Linked DNA regions of Mus musculus: region 2 is linked to region 1. Evidence: chromatin contacts called from public Hi-C data. All regions are on one chromosome and are shown on one strand. Each heading gives the region's core, a stretch centred on a gene start, on an enhancer-like site or on the middle of the called end of the contact. The rest is flanking DNA. Distances are from core to core; before and after follow the strand shown.

Region 1 (4,555 bases), core at 1,751-4,250:
ATGTCATATGAACTAGAAAATAATTAGGAGTTTTTCTACAACTTGCATGCAAGGTTTTACATACTAACCTCAAGTCAGCCTTCTTATTTGCATTCGGTCTCCTCTCTTCCCCACACTACCTCTCTCTGTGACCCTCCCTTGCTCCATTACAGCTCCTGGAGCGTCAGTCCTAATGCAGCCTGCAGCTGCACAGTGTGTGTTTGCATGGCTATTTGCAGCAGTCCTGGAATGGAGTTTTATAACTAAGGGAGCTGTGTTGCCATTTTTGTGTGTGTGTGTGAGTTTGTCCACAGTGGTGTAGAGTTGTTAGTTTTGCTTTAGAGCTATGCTAATTTCTTTATTTTGAACCTATTTTAAGTTGAAAAAACAAGTTTAAGATATTCATAGTAAAATAAGCCGATTATCATTTTAGCCCCCAGAGAAAGGCTTTGCTCTAAAAGTCTGTTTGCCTGGTAGCACTGCTCACATTCTTCCCTTTAATATGCAGCTGTAAAGTGTCCCCACACATCCCATCTCCATCTACCTGCCCTTGTTTTAGGGCATTTTGTGTGAAGAACACAGAAGTGCAGTTGCTTATTTAGTTTGTATTGCGTCCTCTCTCCTTCTACCATTGCGGGCATTGTTATTTTAATCTTTCTAGTCCCCATCTTTTTCTGTTCAGTATAGGCTTCTTAAGGAGGATTGTCGGAGTTTTGTGTATTTTCTCAGTAATTTTTTTCACTAGCAAAATATTTCATCTCTATTATTTTAGTTGTTACTATTAAAATTCTATGATGCATATTTAATGAGGACAAAAATTAATATCTTGAATTCAGTTCAAACAATGCAAAGAGCAAGGCACACTTGAGCTCTGATATCTTCTTGACACAGCCTACATTTTCCCCAGTTTGCTAGAGATTTTTTTGTTAGCCTCTCTAATTACATATAATCAAAGTTACTTTATACAGATAATATTAACTTGCACATACTACATGCCAGCCTACTACATAACTTTCAGGGCAAAGTGCAAAATAAAAATGTAGGCCCTTTTGTTTAAACTGAAAGTTTTTTCCTGTGACAGTCTTCCCCTCAAATTGTTAGGGTAGATTTTGTTTTTATTTAATGTCACACTCCCTCAGACATGGCACTACCAGAGTATAAGAATAGACTCTTGACTGGCTTGGTTCCCTAGTATGAGGCCTGCTCCACCTGAAGCAGACCGTGGCAGCAGTGGGTGAAAACGGATAATGTAGGGAGCTGGCAAGGGCTGAGATGAGGTTGGAATTGAGGCTCCAAGACGCTAGCACATGCTTAGTTGACCTACTGTCTTAGTTAGTGTTATGGCACTGTGAAGAGACACATGTCCATGGCAACTCTTATAAAGGAAAACATTTAATTGAGGCTGGCTTACAGTTCAGGGGTTTAGTCTATCCTTGTCATGGCAGAAAGCATGGCAGCATGCAGGCAGACATGGTACTGGAGAAGGAGCTAGAGTTCTACATCTGGATCAACAGGCAGCAGAAGTGACAGCCACCGAGCCTGGGTTTGGGCTTCTGAGGCCTTAAAACACACCCCCTAGTGATGCACTTCCTCCACACCTCCTAATAGTGTCACTCACTGTGGATCTGTGAGTGTGGGCTGTTTTTACTCCAGCTACCACATTCCATTCCCCAGTACCCATAGGCTTGTAGCCATGTCATAATGTGAAATGCATTTAGTCCAACTTCAAAAGTCCCCATAGTCTATCATAGCATCAGCACTGTTTAAAAGTCTGAAGTTCAAAGTCTCTTCTGAGACTCATGCAGTCTCTTAACTGTAACCCCTGTAAAAGTCAAAATGAAAAACAGACCACGTACTTCTAACATACAGTGGCACAGGATATACACTACAGTTTCCAAAAGGGAGCGTACTGAGGAAATACTAGACCAAAACAAAACTGAAAACCAGCTGAGCAAACTCCAAACTCCGCATCTCCATATCTGATGTCAACATGCTCTTCAGATCTCCACCTTCTTTCATCTCGTTGACTGCAACACACTTCTTTCTCTTTGGCTGGTTCCACTCCCTGTTAGCAGCTCTCCTCAGCAGGTAGCACGTCTCTAGAATCTCTTACATCATTGGGTCTCCAAGGCATTTCAGGCTTCACCTTCCCAGCTACACACCATGGCCACTCTAGGCCTCCATGCAGGGGCACACCTGACACATGCCTGGATTCGGCAGCTTCTCTTAGTCGAGGAGGGAACTTCTATAACACCTTCCTTCTGTCCTTGACTCTAAAACTAGAACCACATGGCCTAAGCTGCCAAGTTCTGCTGTTCACTGAGGCTGGAACATAGCTCTTCATTCAAAAGCTTATATCTTCACTGGGTTTTGTTTTCAGTGGTTAACTCCACTGCCTAAGCTTGGCTATTGTAGTACAAGCTGGCTTTGAACTCAGAGATCTGCTTGCCTCTGTCTCCAGAGTATTGGAACTAAAGGCATATACCACCACCCTATTCTTTAATTCTTTTTCATAAGTTGGAAGCCTCACTGGGTAGGATCTTGCCCTAAGGTCACTACTCCCTTTATTCCCTTTAATGCCAGGCTTTAATCTGTTTATCTCCTTGAACACAGGATTTAGCTTCATTCTACTTCTATGGTGCCTTTTTTCTCTGTTTTGTATTTTTCGTTGTTCAGCATGCTCCTTTTCGTTACAGATATTCATAAGAGTGAACACTAAAAAGCACACAACAGAATCAATACTAGGTTGTTTTGAGATTTCCTCTGCCAACAGAATTAATACAAAACTCTTCACTTTAGCCTCAGGCAGATTTTTCAAACAAGCAAAAAGCAGCCACAATTGTTAGCCAAAATATTATAAGAATAGTCTTTAGAACACATAGAACACATAGAAATCTTCTTCTCCTCTGAAACCTCAAGCCTGGACCCTGCAGTTCAGCTCACCCTCAGCACCACTGTCTTCCATGTTCCTACTGTGCTCGCCCTTTAACCCCCACTTAGTGTTCAACTACATTTCTAAAAGTCCAAAGTTCCAGAGTCCACATTCCTCCAAACAAAAGCATGGCTGGGCCTACCACAGCAATACCTCACTCCTGGTGCCAACTTGTCGTAGTGAGGTTTCTATGGCTGTGAAGAAGCACCATGACCACAGCAACTCTAATAAAGGAAAACATTTCATTTGAGCTGGTTTACAGTTTCAGGGGTCCATTATTGTTATGGAGGAAACATGAAAGAGTGCAAGCAGGCATGGTGCTGCGGGAGGAGCTGAGAGTTTTACATCTTGATCCACAGGTGGAAGGAAACTGTGTGCCACACTTTAGCATAGGAGACCTCAAAGCCCGGCCCCACAGTGACATACTTCCTCCAGCAAGGCTACACCCACTCTGACAAGGCCATGCCTCCTATTAAGTGCCACTCCCTATGGACCAATGAGGGTCATTTTATTCAAACCACCATATCTATCTCATTTCACTTTAAAAACACAAATTAAGTTCTTGTACATTTCAGAATGGTGACTTAAAAGCATAAAAATGGGCTTTGGGCATTAGAAAGGACAGGGAAAATATAAGGAAATAGTCTGTGGAGAACTGCTGAAGTCTGCAGAACCTTAAACTAGAATTACATCATTCCCCCTTTCCTCCTTCCTATCCTATGTCTCCTCTCCCTCTGAAATTCATGGCCTTCTCCTCTTTAACCAGTGTGTGCGTGTGTGTGTGTGTGTGTGTGTGTGTGTATGTGTGTGTGTGTGAGTGTGTGTGTGAGTGTGTGTGTGTGTGCGTGCGTGTGTGTGTGTGTGTGTGAGTGTGTGTGTGTGTGTGTGTGTGTGCGTGTGTGTGTGTATGTGTGTGTGTGCGCGTGCGTGCGTAAAACAAATATATAAATACATCTTGCTTGCTGAATCTGTTCAGCTTTGCCTATATGCATGTTTCTAGGGTAAGCACTTGGTAGTGGATAATGATTTAGGGGACTTATCCCTAGGGAAACTAATTCTCCCTCTCTCATCAGTTATTAAATGCTTGTATCTCTTTATATAGGAGTGAGGCTTTATGAGATTCCTGCCCTTCCCACATCCCATCTACACTGGGTTGTCAACCAATGTTGGAATTGTTCAGGTTCTATTTAGGCAGCCATGTTTAGATTTACGGGTGTGGCTTCCCTATAACTAGAAGGCACAATCTCACAGCAGACTTGCTGGCTCTCTGCCTCTTACAGTCTTACAATCTGTACCTTCGGTACAGGAGTTGTGTTGTGGATGTATCAGTTGTGGCTGGGTAACCCACACTCAGTTGTTGTCTGTATTTTTGGCTAGTTATGGTTTTTTGTAATGATCTCCTTCTGCTTCCAAGAGAAGCTTTTTTGAGGGGTATGAGTTACATTATCTGTGGGTGTAAGGATAAATATTTAGAGTGAAGCTAGGAATTATATTGGTTTAAGAGAGTGGAAGTAGAGAGGAAGGGGAATAAATAATGCTTAGGATGCTTGAAAAACATATAGAGAATCATCGTTTTATATTTACCTAAACTCACATACAATACATATATGTGAATACGTATATATGTAGCTAAGTAAAGTTACA
Region 2 (4,543 bases), core at 645-3,144, 140 kb after region 1:
TTTGTGAACTAGCTGGTTGTTCTGCTGTTAATGTCATCTATAATGTTATGAGGGTGGCAGCCACTGCTGACACTATAGCATAAGGACTGTGCTGGACCAAGGATTTCTTAAATAGTTCAAGCAAGTTCTCTAGCTAAGGACCAATCAGTGCCGCACATGTCCAACAATCTCTTCAAAAGCGGCATTTCCACTGGGTTTAGTCATTTTCTGTTTGTTTCTGTCTCCTGGTGGTTCCTTGGGGTCATTGAGATGAGAAAGGAGGCAAAAGATACCATTGAGTCAGGGTCTGTCTGTCCTGACGATCCTCACTCTGGGTCAGACCTGAATGATCAGCTGCACTGTAATTCTCAGGTCATTCCACTTATCAACTATCTTAGTAATGTTATCACCAACCTTTCGTGGAGACAGACCCAGGGCCTGACCTTGGGAGCCAGAGCAATGCGGTGCCAACCCTGCCAGCGAAGCATTGCCAAGACATGGCTTGGGTCCAGCTGAGGTTGGAATAACAGAGATGACTGATGTCTGGTGATCCCTAATTCAAGACAATTGAAGAAAGTCACACCTTGACACCACCTCATCTTGTCTCAGCAGTGCCCTGTTCTTGACATCAACATAATTCTGGCACTTAAGAACTTCCTTCTAGGTCTAAGAGTGGGATTAACTTTGATCTAATGTTCAGAACTTCTGGTACAAAGCAAGGACTCATGTCCAACACTAGCCCTTTCTCTTTTGAGAAGTCAACTAGCCCTTGTCTGTCTCCACAAAGGTCTACTTTGCACGTGTGGTCAGAGGACTTATACCAATGAATGGTCTTTCTATATGAAGGTAGCCTGAAAGCCTGGTAGCCCATCTAAGACAGGAATAGCCTGTCAGAGTAGTTCTACCTCTGTGTGTTACTGTCTGTCACTCTTTGTTTTTCTGTGTCTGTCTGTCTCTGTCTCTCTCTTCTCTGTGTGTGTCTGTCTGTGTGTCCTCTGTGTATGTGTCTGTCACTGAGTGTGTGTGTGTGTGTGTGTGTGTGTGTGTGTGTGTGTAGGGGTGTCTCTGTGTGTTTGTCTCTCTGTGTCTGTGTGTGTTTTTCTCTGTGAGTCTGTGTGTATCTGTGTGTGTTTGTGTTTGTCACTGTGTGTGTCTGCCTGTGTGTCTGTCTGAGTCTCTGTGCATGTTTCTCTCTCTCTCTCTCTCTCTCTCTCTCTCTCTCTCTCTCTCTGTGTGTGTGTGTGTGTCTGTCTGTCTGTCCATGTGTGTGTCTGTCACTAAATGTGTGTGTAGGGGTGTCTCTCTTTCTGTTTGTCTCTCTGTGTCTCTGTGTGTGTGTCTATGTGTATTTGTGTGTATGTGTATGTGTCTGTGTTTATATGTCTGTTACTGTGTGTCTGTATGTGTGTGTGCATGTCTGTCTCTCTGTATGTATGTGTCTGTCTCTTTGTGTATGTAAATGTCTGTCTCTCTGTGTGTGTCTGTCTCTCTGTGTCTATTTGTGTGTGTGTGTGTGTGTGTGTGTGTGTGTGTGTAGGATCAGTGCAGAGGAGCAGGAGGCCCATTGTGGGTTGATGTAGAGAAATAGGATTGCTCTAGTCCTAAGATAGCTTAGGTCCATATCCAAGCAATGACTGTCCCACTGCCCAGTCCAGGTCAACAACCACCAACTGAAAAGTATTTCTTGGAACCTAGAAAAAAAAGTTTCAGGAAAGTCAGACACAGCGCAGGTCTCCTGGTGGAAGGTCTCCAAACCATCCTGGTATAACTCAACCATGATTGGACATTACCAACCCAGGTAATACGGCCATGGTGCCTGAGGTACATGTCTGCTTATCTAGATCACATGGACCAAGGCTGAGGGTAGACAGGCCAAAACAAGCAGAGCTTAACCTGGCAACATCCCAAGCACTGGTCTCACCACTGTCCCTTCTGATTTCTCAGCTGGACTGACAAAGTCTGCACTGGCATGGCTGAAGTCTATACCCACTCCAACTTTAACCATTTCTGTTTATAGCAGAGCCCTGGCAACAACACAAAGTGAAGCAAAGGTGAGCTTTCTTCCACGAAGTAGAGTTCCTGAATCTTACTTGCTGGAAGTTTGAGTAACCGGTTGTTTAAACCTCACACACACACACATACACACACATACACACACACACACACACACACACACACACACACACACACACACACACACACACACACAGCCACTTCAGTTGGCTCTGCTTTGAATGTACAGTCCCAACCAGAGACCCCAGGAGTGATTACTTAAGTCCTTCTGTTTCGTCCGAGAACCAGCTTCACTGGCCTTTCTTGTTCCAAGATTTGCAGAGAATTGTCAGAAAGACCCCATTTCAGTCACTGGCATTTCAAAGGGGTTCTTGCAGAGGCAAAAATGGTTCCTATGCTCTGAGGACATTTCCTTCACCCTTGAATGTTTATGGGGTGCTCACATGGATCGGTTGCTTGCCAGTTCCGAGCCAGAACCTTTTCTGTTTGGAGGAAGGATAATTTACTAAAAACTGTTTTAGGGGGGTTGTTGTTGTTTTTGTTTTCTTAATTTCCAATTTTTTTTTCCTGGAAACACACCTTCAATTTGTTTTTTGCAAATTAAAGAGTATCACTTTTGGGGGCTGGAGAGATGGCTCAGTGGTTAAGAGCACTGACTGCTCTTCCGAAGGTCCTGAGTTCAAATCCCAGCAACCACATGGTGGCTCACAACCATCTGTAATGGGATCTGATGCCCTCTCCTGCTGTGTCTGAAGACAGCAATGGTGTACTCATATACAGAAAATAAATAAATCTTAAAAAAAAAGAAAGTATCACTTTTGCTGATGCATAATATACCTTCTGTTATCATGATCTTCAGGGATGTTTTCCTAAAACTCTCAAATCTCTTTCTTCATTGCACTAAAAATACTTGCATAGGTGGAACTCACGACTTTTGGCAAACGGTGAATTCAACATCTTCTCTCCTTTCTCCACCAGAGAACAAGTCTACAGCCACTGGAGCATTGCCATGTGTCGCCAGGGGCCACTGGAGCATTGCCATCCGTCACCAGGGGAATCCAACCTTGGCAAGTGTCAGTGCTCAAACTGCGCTGACACCCGGTGGTAAAAGAGCTTCAGGGTCAGGCTGTCTCCCCCACTCTGGGCTCTCACACTAGTTTGAACAGGATTTCGGGCCTGGTCTCAAGGAACAGCTTCTGGGGTCCTACACGATCCGAGGGGGCCTGGCACTAAATGTCATGTGATGTGTTCTTCGGTGTGAAAAGGCTTCTGGCTGTGCGCTTGACTTTAATCTTCCGTTTGGGACACTTGATTCGATTGCCTTAACAAAGGAGGTTTTTCCCCAGGAGTAAGACGGCTGTCAGGCTTTTCAAGAAAGTTCTTGTGGCAGCAGAAGCTCTCTGGTGAGGTTTCCTTCACCTCTATATTTCCATTCATGTTAGGGCCACTGTCTAACATGTACATACCACGCTAATGCCTGGGAACTGACTTCTGTTAATCTCTCTCATCCACAGGCTGTCGTTGAGTACTTGCTGTTTAGAGACTCTAGTTAAGGGAAGGGACACAAAGAGGAATGAAGAGTTCATCTCTGGTTGGAGATTAATTGGACAATCAAGTCAAACATAAGAAATGATGCTTGCCGACATGATAGCAATGAGTTTTCAATACTCAAGGAATAATAGCACCTGCTAGTGTTTAAGAAGGAAGCGCTGGCGCTCTGCTTAGCACATGATGTCCGGGCAGCTCTTTTCTCGTTGCTGGAAATGAGGCTGTGACTTCAGGAAGTGATGACAGGACAGAGCACCTGCTCCTGTGTGCCAGCATCTCTGCGCACATTGCTAACTCCACAGTTGTAAATGGGAAACTTTATCTTAGATAATCCACAGGTGAAGAAACTTGGGCTGAGAAAGGCTAAGTAACTGTGCCACTAAGTAGAAGCTGCAGACTTCTAAGGAAGATCAGCCTAACTTTAGAGCCTGTGTTCCTTTGCTTCCTCACTACTTCCATATCCCTTCCTTCATCAGCATCACCCCATGTCAGGCAGTTGGGGGTTTAACTTGAGAAGTTTCCAAAGCAAGCAGACGTCGATTCCAGGAAGCAGACGCTAAAGTTGGAAAACTGGTGCCCTCCAACATCTAAGCCCAACCCTGGATGGGCTATCTCAAGACCTGGACACCTAAAGGCCAGGCTGGACTCAGGAATAAGCACTTGCATATGTCTGCTGGACTGGTTCCTGTAGCACTGAGCTGGTGAGCAGCATCTACTACTGAGCTCCAAAGGGCCTCTGACCACTTTAGTCTCATCATAAAGACTCTTCAGAAAGATGTCAGCAAACTCCGACTTGGAAACAAAAAGATAGATTAAAACAGGACTTCAGTGAAGACAGTAGACTGATATATAGTCTACTGGCTAAGTATCTTGACTGTGCAACAAATTGGGTTTTTAAAAGTGTTTTTTAAATTTATGTGTATATGGTGTGGGTATGTGCACACGAACACACATGCCCTCGGAGAATACAGGATGCCCTGTGCCTGGGGAACATCCATGTTCA

The links. Hi-C and Micro-C count contacts between places; a contact is called where the count stands out from the background.
Region 2: a Hi-C map of liver shows a contact between it and region 1, with 2.8 times the contacts expected there. The contact joins two enhancer-like sites. A contact is called at or near these places in 10 of 484 Hi-C or Micro-C datasets (the HL-1 cell line, Sertoli cells, Th1 cells and 6 more), 1 of 115 datasets of contacts at active chromatin or transcription factors (bone marrow-derived macrophages) and 2 of 9 other capture datasets (adipose tissue and embryonic stem cells).

The regions. Positions count from the first base shown.
Region 1 is chr3:65,791,926-65,796,480 of GRCm38.p6, forward strand. All of the region lies in intron 9 of Lekr1 (leucine, glutamate and lysine rich 1), which reads left to right. Among named protein-coding and RNA genes, the nearest start is that of Gm25755, 23 kb to the left of the region's middle. Within about 2 kb of position 3,001, at least 13 of the 459 cell types and tissues checked have an H3K27ac peak or open chromatin away from gene starts, as enhancers often do. A contact at or near this core is called in liver, where this site is marked.
Region 2 is chr3:65,933,462-65,938,004 of GRCm38.p6, forward strand. No RefSeq gene overlaps it. Among named protein-coding and RNA genes, the nearest start is that of Gm35039, 7.5 kb to the left of the region's middle. Within about 2 kb of position 1,895, at least 7 of the 459 cell types and tissues checked have an H3K27ac peak or open chromatin away from gene starts, as enhancers often do. A contact at or near this core is called in liver, where this site is marked.